2 separate regions of the Mus musculus genome follow, and region 2 is linked to region 1. The links are chromatin contacts, called in public promoter capture Hi-C maps. All regions are on one chromosome and are shown on one strand. Each heading gives the region's core, a stretch centred on a gene start, on an enhancer-like site or on the middle of the called end of the contact. The rest is flanking DNA. Distances are from core to core; before and after follow the strand shown.

Region 1 (3,672 bases), core at 625-3,124:
GTCATAAAATATTACAAAAGGAATTTTGAAATAAACTTTAAAAAAAACCCTGCCATAATAATTAATTTCTAACTCAAAAGCCTGGGAGGATGTCACTGTGAGATGCTTGCTAATGACCAAGTGGATCAGTGATGCAATCACCATCATGGCTGTTCCCTCTGCTACATAAAGCCACTTTTATGATGACAGCCATTGGCTTCTGTATCGTTGTCTCCTCCACTTCCAGGCTAAGTGATCTCTAGAGAGTTGCTTCTTCTTAGCTCAGGGCATCCGTGGAGCACGTGACCTACACTAAGCCAATGGGTCCACCCCTCCTGATATTTGGGTTTCTGAGATTGGCTGGAAAGTGTGCTCAAGTAAAGAAAGGCTAATCACTGCTGGCAAGACTTGATTCTGGGACTTTTGTTCGAGTTATCAGTTCAGCGTGCTCTTTTTCTCTCGTGGGCTAGATTTAGTCTTGTGATAATGTGGGCCCGAAGCTGCCAACAGCTACCATATGGAACCTAAAGAAGGCTGCCAGAACTGCATGCTACAGAAACTGAAAATTCCAATAGGCCACCCTGAAGCCAGAGACACACTAAGTCCACATGTGTTTGTCAGCTGTCACTGTAACAAACACTTTTGTTAGAAAAAAAAAGCATTTTCTAATTTCTTTGCAATGCCAGGCATGGTGACACATGCCTGTATTCCCAGCACTTAGGAAAGCACTTTACAAAGTAAAGATGTTCATTTGTGGCTCAGATCTGTAGAGGTTTCCCTCCATAGCCTTGTCACAGGCCCAGGAGCAGCAGGGACTCTCAGCTACGATAATGAGATCTTGTCTCAAAATAAAACCAAGCCCAAACCTTAGCATCTCAGAACATGCTCTTCAAGAGAACATTCTATATTGATTTGTGGTACTTTATATAATGCAAATAACTTTAAAACTCTGCTTGAAAAAGACTCAGCTAATAGACACAAGAAAAATTTAAGAGCCACTTTGTATTAATGAGCACCTACCCGTTTTCAAGTAATCCAGTCTTCTTTAATGAGATTTGAATTCTTCCTATGCATTTGCAAACACATGAGCATAAATAAACGTTTACGTCGATTGTAGATGTTACAGCAAATATGCATTGTTCTAAAATCGACTCCTCTCCTTTTTTTTTTTTTCTTTTTTTTCTTTAATGCCATTTGAGACCTATTTCATTTTGTAGCTTTCTAGGAGTTCAGAGTATGGATGTCTTAAATTTTACATTATGATTTTTTTTTTGATGCTATTTAGACTGCTTCGTAGAAGTACATACTAAAAACTGCCCTGATAGAAAGCGTTTTGTGTAAACGTTAGGATAGATGTAGAACTCAGGGTAACACAGTTCCCACCCCACCTTCTTAAAAGCAAGGAAAGAAAGAATAGTGATCTATGTAAAGCAAACCCAGTAGTGAGATTGCTTGGTGGCGTTCTTAAAGTCATTACTTTTTTACACACACAGGTCTTTTCTCAACAAATAATCTGCACAGGAAGTGCAAGGGGATCAAGGAATCGCGAGGGTAAAGACAGAAAGGGAGCTGGTGAGACAGGCATCTTGGTCCAAGGGCTCGGGCAGTGTCCAGGTGAAGGACCGGGTCTTGCGTTGGGCCCCACCCGGTTATTTCCATTCTTTCCAGGTTAGACTGAGGGAGTAATCCCCTAGGATATAAAAAAAAAAGAGCCTCGAGGAACGGAATGTGCCCTGAGAACAGTCGTGAACGGCAGCGAGACCAGGAAAGGATGCAGGATGCCAACGGCAGCCATCACTATGGCGGCCGCGCCGGGAGCAGGCGGTCGACTCGCTTTCCCAGCGGCTCCCGCGGTCCGCAGGGCCGAGAGTCCACTGGCTCTGGCGTGCGGGGGCGGGGCCGAAGCCGGAAGTCACGTGCCGTGACAGCGGCTGGGGTGAGGCCCGCGTCGCGGCTGTGGCTGCTCGGGGCTGTGTCTGTGGGAGGTTCCGCGGCGATGGCCGTGGACACTCTGTCGCCCGACTGGGACTTCGACCGCGTGGACGACGGCTCTCAGAGTAAGCCCCGGCATCGGGCGAGGCGGGCCGGGCGGCGCTGCGGACGGAGGGCGGCGCGGTGCGGCGCCGCGCTGCGCAGCCGCCCTCTCGGGACCCTCCCGCTGGGTGGGACTGGGGCGCTCTGCGTGACCGTGTGGTCGCGTCTGGCCGTGCACTCGCACCCTGCGTCCCTCCCGGAATCGGTGACGGGCCAGCGGTGCCATCGCTGGGGAGCCCCGCGCGAGGCCATCCTCCCGGGTTGTCCATCCCGTCCCAGGGTTTGCCCCAGATGCTCAGCCTTCAGTTCTAGAAGAGTCTGGGTTCCCGTTTCGGTTTCCTGTTTTTCTTTGCTTCTCAAGCCAACTTTTGAAGTTTGGATTCACGTTCTTAGAACCACAGAGACAGCTAAAAACAGCTCTTTCTGGCCTTAAAAAAAAAATCAACCAACATAGGAATATCTTATTCCTTCTCGGCCCTTTATTGATTTTTAAATAGCTGAAAAGGTTTTTAAATCTATTTTAACTTTTTAAAAAATCAGATCTGCTTCGCAGTTGCCTCATGACGTCAAGTCCAAGTTTATGTTTAAAATCACTTCCAACCCCAAAAGCCTCATAGTTTGTTTCAGCATAAATGGACAACCCAAACTAATTAGAGACACTCTGGAGGTTGATTTGTTTGTTTGTTTGTTTGTTTGTTTTTTCTGTGTGATAGAAGATATATTGGGGCGAGTTGCCCAAGAAATTTTTAAATGCATACCTTTCCCAAAAGTAGGAATGCCTTTAAAAATAAAGTACAGCTGCATTATGAATTATTTTACAGAGATACTAGACCATGTACAGATTCCTATGTAACTGTGTTTTGCCTTTACATCTAGTTGAACTATGTTCAGGGTGCTGGGCAGATCTTAAGATATTGGTCTTAGTCAGCATAAAGAAAAATCTAGATGGAAGGATAGTAACCACCCCTTCTCCTCCCCCCCCCCCCCCCCATTGTGCGCTGAGGTCCCTACTTTAGTTTAATCTAACCAAAGTTGGAATGAAGGTATACTGGGTTTCAGCTTTAAGTGGAATGAATGATCAGTTATTTAGACATAATCAGTTTTTTAGATGCTCAGGACTGGGGAAAGGAGTGGAAACAGGACGTGGGTGAGGACACAATATAAAAACCATGTATGTATGAAAATGCCATGGTGAAACTCATAATGTTGTTTACTAACTTTAAAAAGTAGTAGGAAAACTACAAGAAATGCAGTTTGTTGGGAGGGGGAGTATGTTATGCACAGAGGGCCACTGGTTCTTAGTCTCTTCTTGTACTTTAAGAACTTTTATGAGTTCATAGCTACTTGTTATCTTACTGGCAAGGAATTTAGTGTTGCTGTCGTTTACCCAGGTCTAACCAGGTGATCTCTTAGCATGTCTTTCAAGTACAGTCTTTAAGAACCCATTTGCTGGTCAAAGGATGCTTTGGTCATTTCCCATGTAATAGAGTAAGACATTAACACGGGGTTGTTAGCAGTAGGTAAGAGGTCTCTCTGTGCCTGGCTTTCATTAATTTTGGGGCTGTGAATCATATCTAGACTAATTGTTTTCCAAAATTATCTAAGTGAGTGCTGTAATGAGACAGGCGTCTTAGTGAACTGAATTGATGCCCCTGATTC
Region 2 (4,190 bases), core at 1,213-3,712, 1.0 Mb after region 1:
TGAAGAGAGTGACAGTATTCATATACATAAAATAAATAAATCTTCAAAAAGTTTACATATTGAAAGAAAATAAACATTTGAGTAGTAGACCCACCTCTCAATGCTTATCTCATTTTGGGGAACTTCGTCACTTGTCTCTGAACCCTTGTGCGGTATCTGCTACACTTGTGGACTTTTATACTGTTCTGTGTTGTCTGCCCCTCCTCTCACATGCAGGGCTCACACAGACATATCTCGGAGGTTACAGACAAAAGCAATAAAGAGCTTTTCACACTAAATCGACAGTTACTGGGTTTGAGGGTTCAGTGGTTTAGAGCATTTGTTGCTCTTGCTAAGGACCTGGATTAAATTCCCAGCACCCACATCGGGGTTCACAACCATATGTAACTACAGTTCCAGGAGTCCAACATCATCTTCTGACCTCTATTCACACCAGACATGTACCCGGCTTATGTTATACATGTGGGCAAAACATTCATATAAAATTTAAAAATAAATAAATTAGTAAAGATTTACTGGGTCTTCAGTGTCCACACAATGTATGTTTACACCATGCCATAGCCCATCAAGTGTGTAATCATACAGTGCCTAACAGTTTAAGCAAGTAAGATAATCACTATGAATCACCAGAGCCTTCTGTGTTGGTGGGGATCTTGACACAGTGTGGATGGCTACTGTCTTATCAGGGTGGTGGTTGATGAAGGTTGAAGTAGCTGTGTTAATTTCTTCAAATAACTTGCCAGTGGGATCCTGTTGCTGTGATAGAATGTCTGGCAACAGCAGTTTCATGAAGGAAGGTTCATTTAGACCCATAGTTTACAGCCAGCCTTGTAGGACGTCATGGAGACTCTTCCTTTTCACAACAGACACTTCTGCAGCAGGCAATGTTGCTGTCTTTGTTAGGGTTTCATGCAGTGAAGAGGCACCATGACCAAGGCAACTCTTAAATATTTCATTAGGACTGGCTTACAGTTTCAGACATTCAGTCCCTTATCATAACCGCAGGAAGCATGGCAGGGTCCAGGCAGACACCATGCTGGAGGAGCCAAGAGTTCTACATCTTGATCCAAAGGCAGCAACAGGAGACTCTTCCACAGGCAGCCAGGAAGAGGCTCTGATTTCCACACTGGGCAGAGCTTGAGCATAGCCAACCTCAAAGCCCAGTGACACACTTCCTCTAACAAGGCCACACCTCCTAATAGTGCCACTCCCTGTGAGCCAAGCATTCAAAGACATGAGTCTAGAGGGGGGTGGGGGGAGGCAGCAAACCTATTCAGACCACCACAGGGTTAGGGTTGGCTAGCTCATTGAATGTTACCCAGGCTGAAACTGCTTTCAGTATTCTCTCGGGCTCTGTTTTAGCCGAGCCTACATCCTATGATACTGTCTGCAGTCTTCTGAGCTCCTGTCAGTGTTGGTATTTTGACATTCACAATATTATCTTCAAAGACTCTAATCACAGAGCCCCATAACACGCTAATATTGATGAAAATTTTGAAATATTATGAGAATAACCAAATTGTAACACAAAATTAAATGAGAACATGCCTTATGGGAAATGGCTCTGGTAAACTGCTTTACGGGAAATGGCACTGGTAGACCTGCCTTGGAAGATGCACGGTTCCCAAACCTTTCACTTAAAAAAAAAAATCACAATTTTCAACCTGATAACAAAATCTAGGTAACACTGTTTCTAAATAAGCAAATTATCTGAACAGATACTTTTCAAAAGAAGAAATACAAGTCTGGAACTAATAGAAAAAAATACTTACCATCTTTAGCCCAGAGAAATGCAAATACAAGCCACAATGAGATTCTATCTCCTCTCAGAATGACTACCAAAAACAAAAACCAAAAAGGTGGTAAGCATCAAAAGAGAGAAGGTAGAGAAACATATAGAATGAATGTCCATTGTGATTCTTAATTTTTAAGATTTTTAAAAATTATTATTTATTTTATGTATGTGAGTCCACTATAGCTGTCTTCAGACACACCAGACGAGGGCATCAGATCCCATTACAGATGGTTGTGAACCACCACGTGGTTGCTGGGAATTGAACTCAGGACCTCTGGAAGAGCAGTCAGTGCTCTTAACCGCTGAGCCATCTCTCCAGCTCCCATTGTGGTTCCCTAAAATCTTGATCTTTATATGACCTAGCTTTCCCACTTTTGAGTATATATCCAAAGACAACTAAAACAGAGTATCAACAAGATGTCTACATGCCCATGTTTAATCATGACAGTATTCATAATAGCTAAGACACTAAGTGACCCTAAGGGCCCTTTAATAGATAAAGAAAATGTGATCTATGTTCACAACAAAATATCATTCAGCCATAAATAAGAATGTCCACAACAAGATCCTATTGCAGAAAACACCACACCTGGTAGTTGTAAGCATGATGAAACCGAGCTGGAATTGAGCTGGAATGTCTCCCCTGACTTGCTCTCTTCAATAGTGCTGGAAAGTGATGTGCAGGTGGCTGGGGTTTGGGCATGGGGGAGTTGTTAAGGCTACCAACTGTGTTACATACCTGTGTACACTATATGCCATACTATTGGTCTGCCAGGCAAGACATGCCTGTGCATGCAGTCATGGCATGGTTGCTATAGAGGTAAACAACTGCTCTCTGATTGGACTTGAGGCCTGCACCACAGGAAGAAATTCATATCTGCTACTGTAAACAAGGTCAAAAGCCCATGGCCCAGGAGGTCATAGGCCCTAGAGGAGAAGCTACTACTGTTGTTCCTAAATGAGCTAGGAAGCCCCAGAGCTAGCTAGCTAGCGAGGTTTCCCACCAGTACTCTCTGGATATGATTAAAAGCCCTTGCCTCAAAGAATATGGTGAAAGAATGGTTAAAACTGATTCTAGACATCAACCTTAAGCTCCACATATGTACGCATACATGTGCATGTTTCCACACATGTGTGTCCACACACATGCAAATACCTACATACTACACACACATATAACACACATACACAATCACACACACAGAGGACAGGACAGAGAGAGGTTGGGGGAGATGTGAATAGAGGTTGGGTTTCATTAGTGCACACTGCATGCATGTGTGGAAATGTCACACTGGATGCCATTAACATGTATAATTAATATATGTTAATAAAAATGAAACAATTCTCTGAAAATGAAATTATCTTAAGAGGACAGTAAAGTGAAGTGCAATAAACTAGTTGTACCAGTTCCTCTCTGCAGCCTGGGGAGGGAAGGTCACCTTCTCTCTTCTCTCTCCCCTCTTTCCTTCTCCCTTTCCTTCCAGCTTCAGTCTCTCCACATGACGAGATAAAACACACTAAAATTTCAAAATCAGTGTCCTGAGGAAATTTAAGGCCTTACCCAAGATCTCCACAAGTTGCTTGGAAACATCTTTTCTGAAGTTTACTATCCTAGCCACTTCAGACTCCATGAACTTGTACATTGAGATGGTCTACCTTCCCGTCTCTGGTCCTATGTGCCTATGCAGGCAATAGTGACATGATGCTATGAAAGCAAACAACTGCTCTCTGATTGGCTGTGAGGCCTGCACCACAGGAGGAAATTCATGTCTGCTACTATAAACAAGGTCAAAAGCCTATGGTCCTGGAGGTCATAGGCCCTAGGGGAGACTGTTATAGATGGAACAGCAGCCCTTCTTCAGTCTCTATGGAAACATCCCCCACGCTCACTTAGAAGGCAGTCTAAATACATAGATATGGTCAGAGACATTGGGGAACTGAAGAGAAATTTAGACAGCTTCAGAGTGAACTTAGATAGCCTCGTGAAAACCAAACCAAAGCAAACTCTGGGGCACGGATGCTAGGAAATGTGTTCCCCTTGGCTGCTCTGCTGGGTGGAGTGCCTCCCTGGGCCCTCCCACTTCCTCCCTCCCATTGCTCTACGTGCATTTGCAAATGCATGTGTGCAAGAACTTGATTAAAGTCTGTATTCTCTCAAGTCTGGAATTCTCCAGCTCACACTGGTCCCAGCCTCCTGGCTCAGCAGGTGCCTAGTTGGATGAAAGGGGCATTCACTGCAGCAGAACCGGTTCCTCTTGGTCTGTTTATAGAGAGCAAACTTCTCTTCTCTTCTCCTCTCCTCTCCTCTCCTCTCCCCTCCCCTCCCCTCCCCTCCCCTCCCCTCCCCTTCCCTTCCCTTCTCTTCTCTTTTCTTTTCTTTTTTACCTGTTTTTAT

The links. Promoter capture Hi-C pulls out the DNA fragments that hold promoters and counts their contacts.
Region 2: a promoter capture Hi-C map of hippocampal neurons shows a contact between it and region 1, with 4 times the contacts expected there. The contact joins the promoter of Platr7 here to the promoter of Washc4 in region 1. A contact is called at or near these places in 4 of 39 promoter capture datasets (embryonic stem cells, hippocampal neurons, liver and 1 more).

The regions. Positions count from the first base shown.
Region 1 is chr10:83,542,067-83,545,738 of GRCm38.p6, forward strand. Washc4 (WASH complex subunit 4) reads left to right here and starts at 1,875. Exons shown (of 33, transcript NM_001033375.2): 1 at 1,875-2,036. The coding sequence starts at 1,976.
Region 2 is chr10:84,550,876-84,555,065 of GRCm38.p6, forward strand. Platr7 (pluripotency associated transcript 7) reads right to left here and starts at 2,463. Exons shown (of 4, transcript NR_040658.1): 1 at 2,385-2,463; 2 at 1,773-1,835.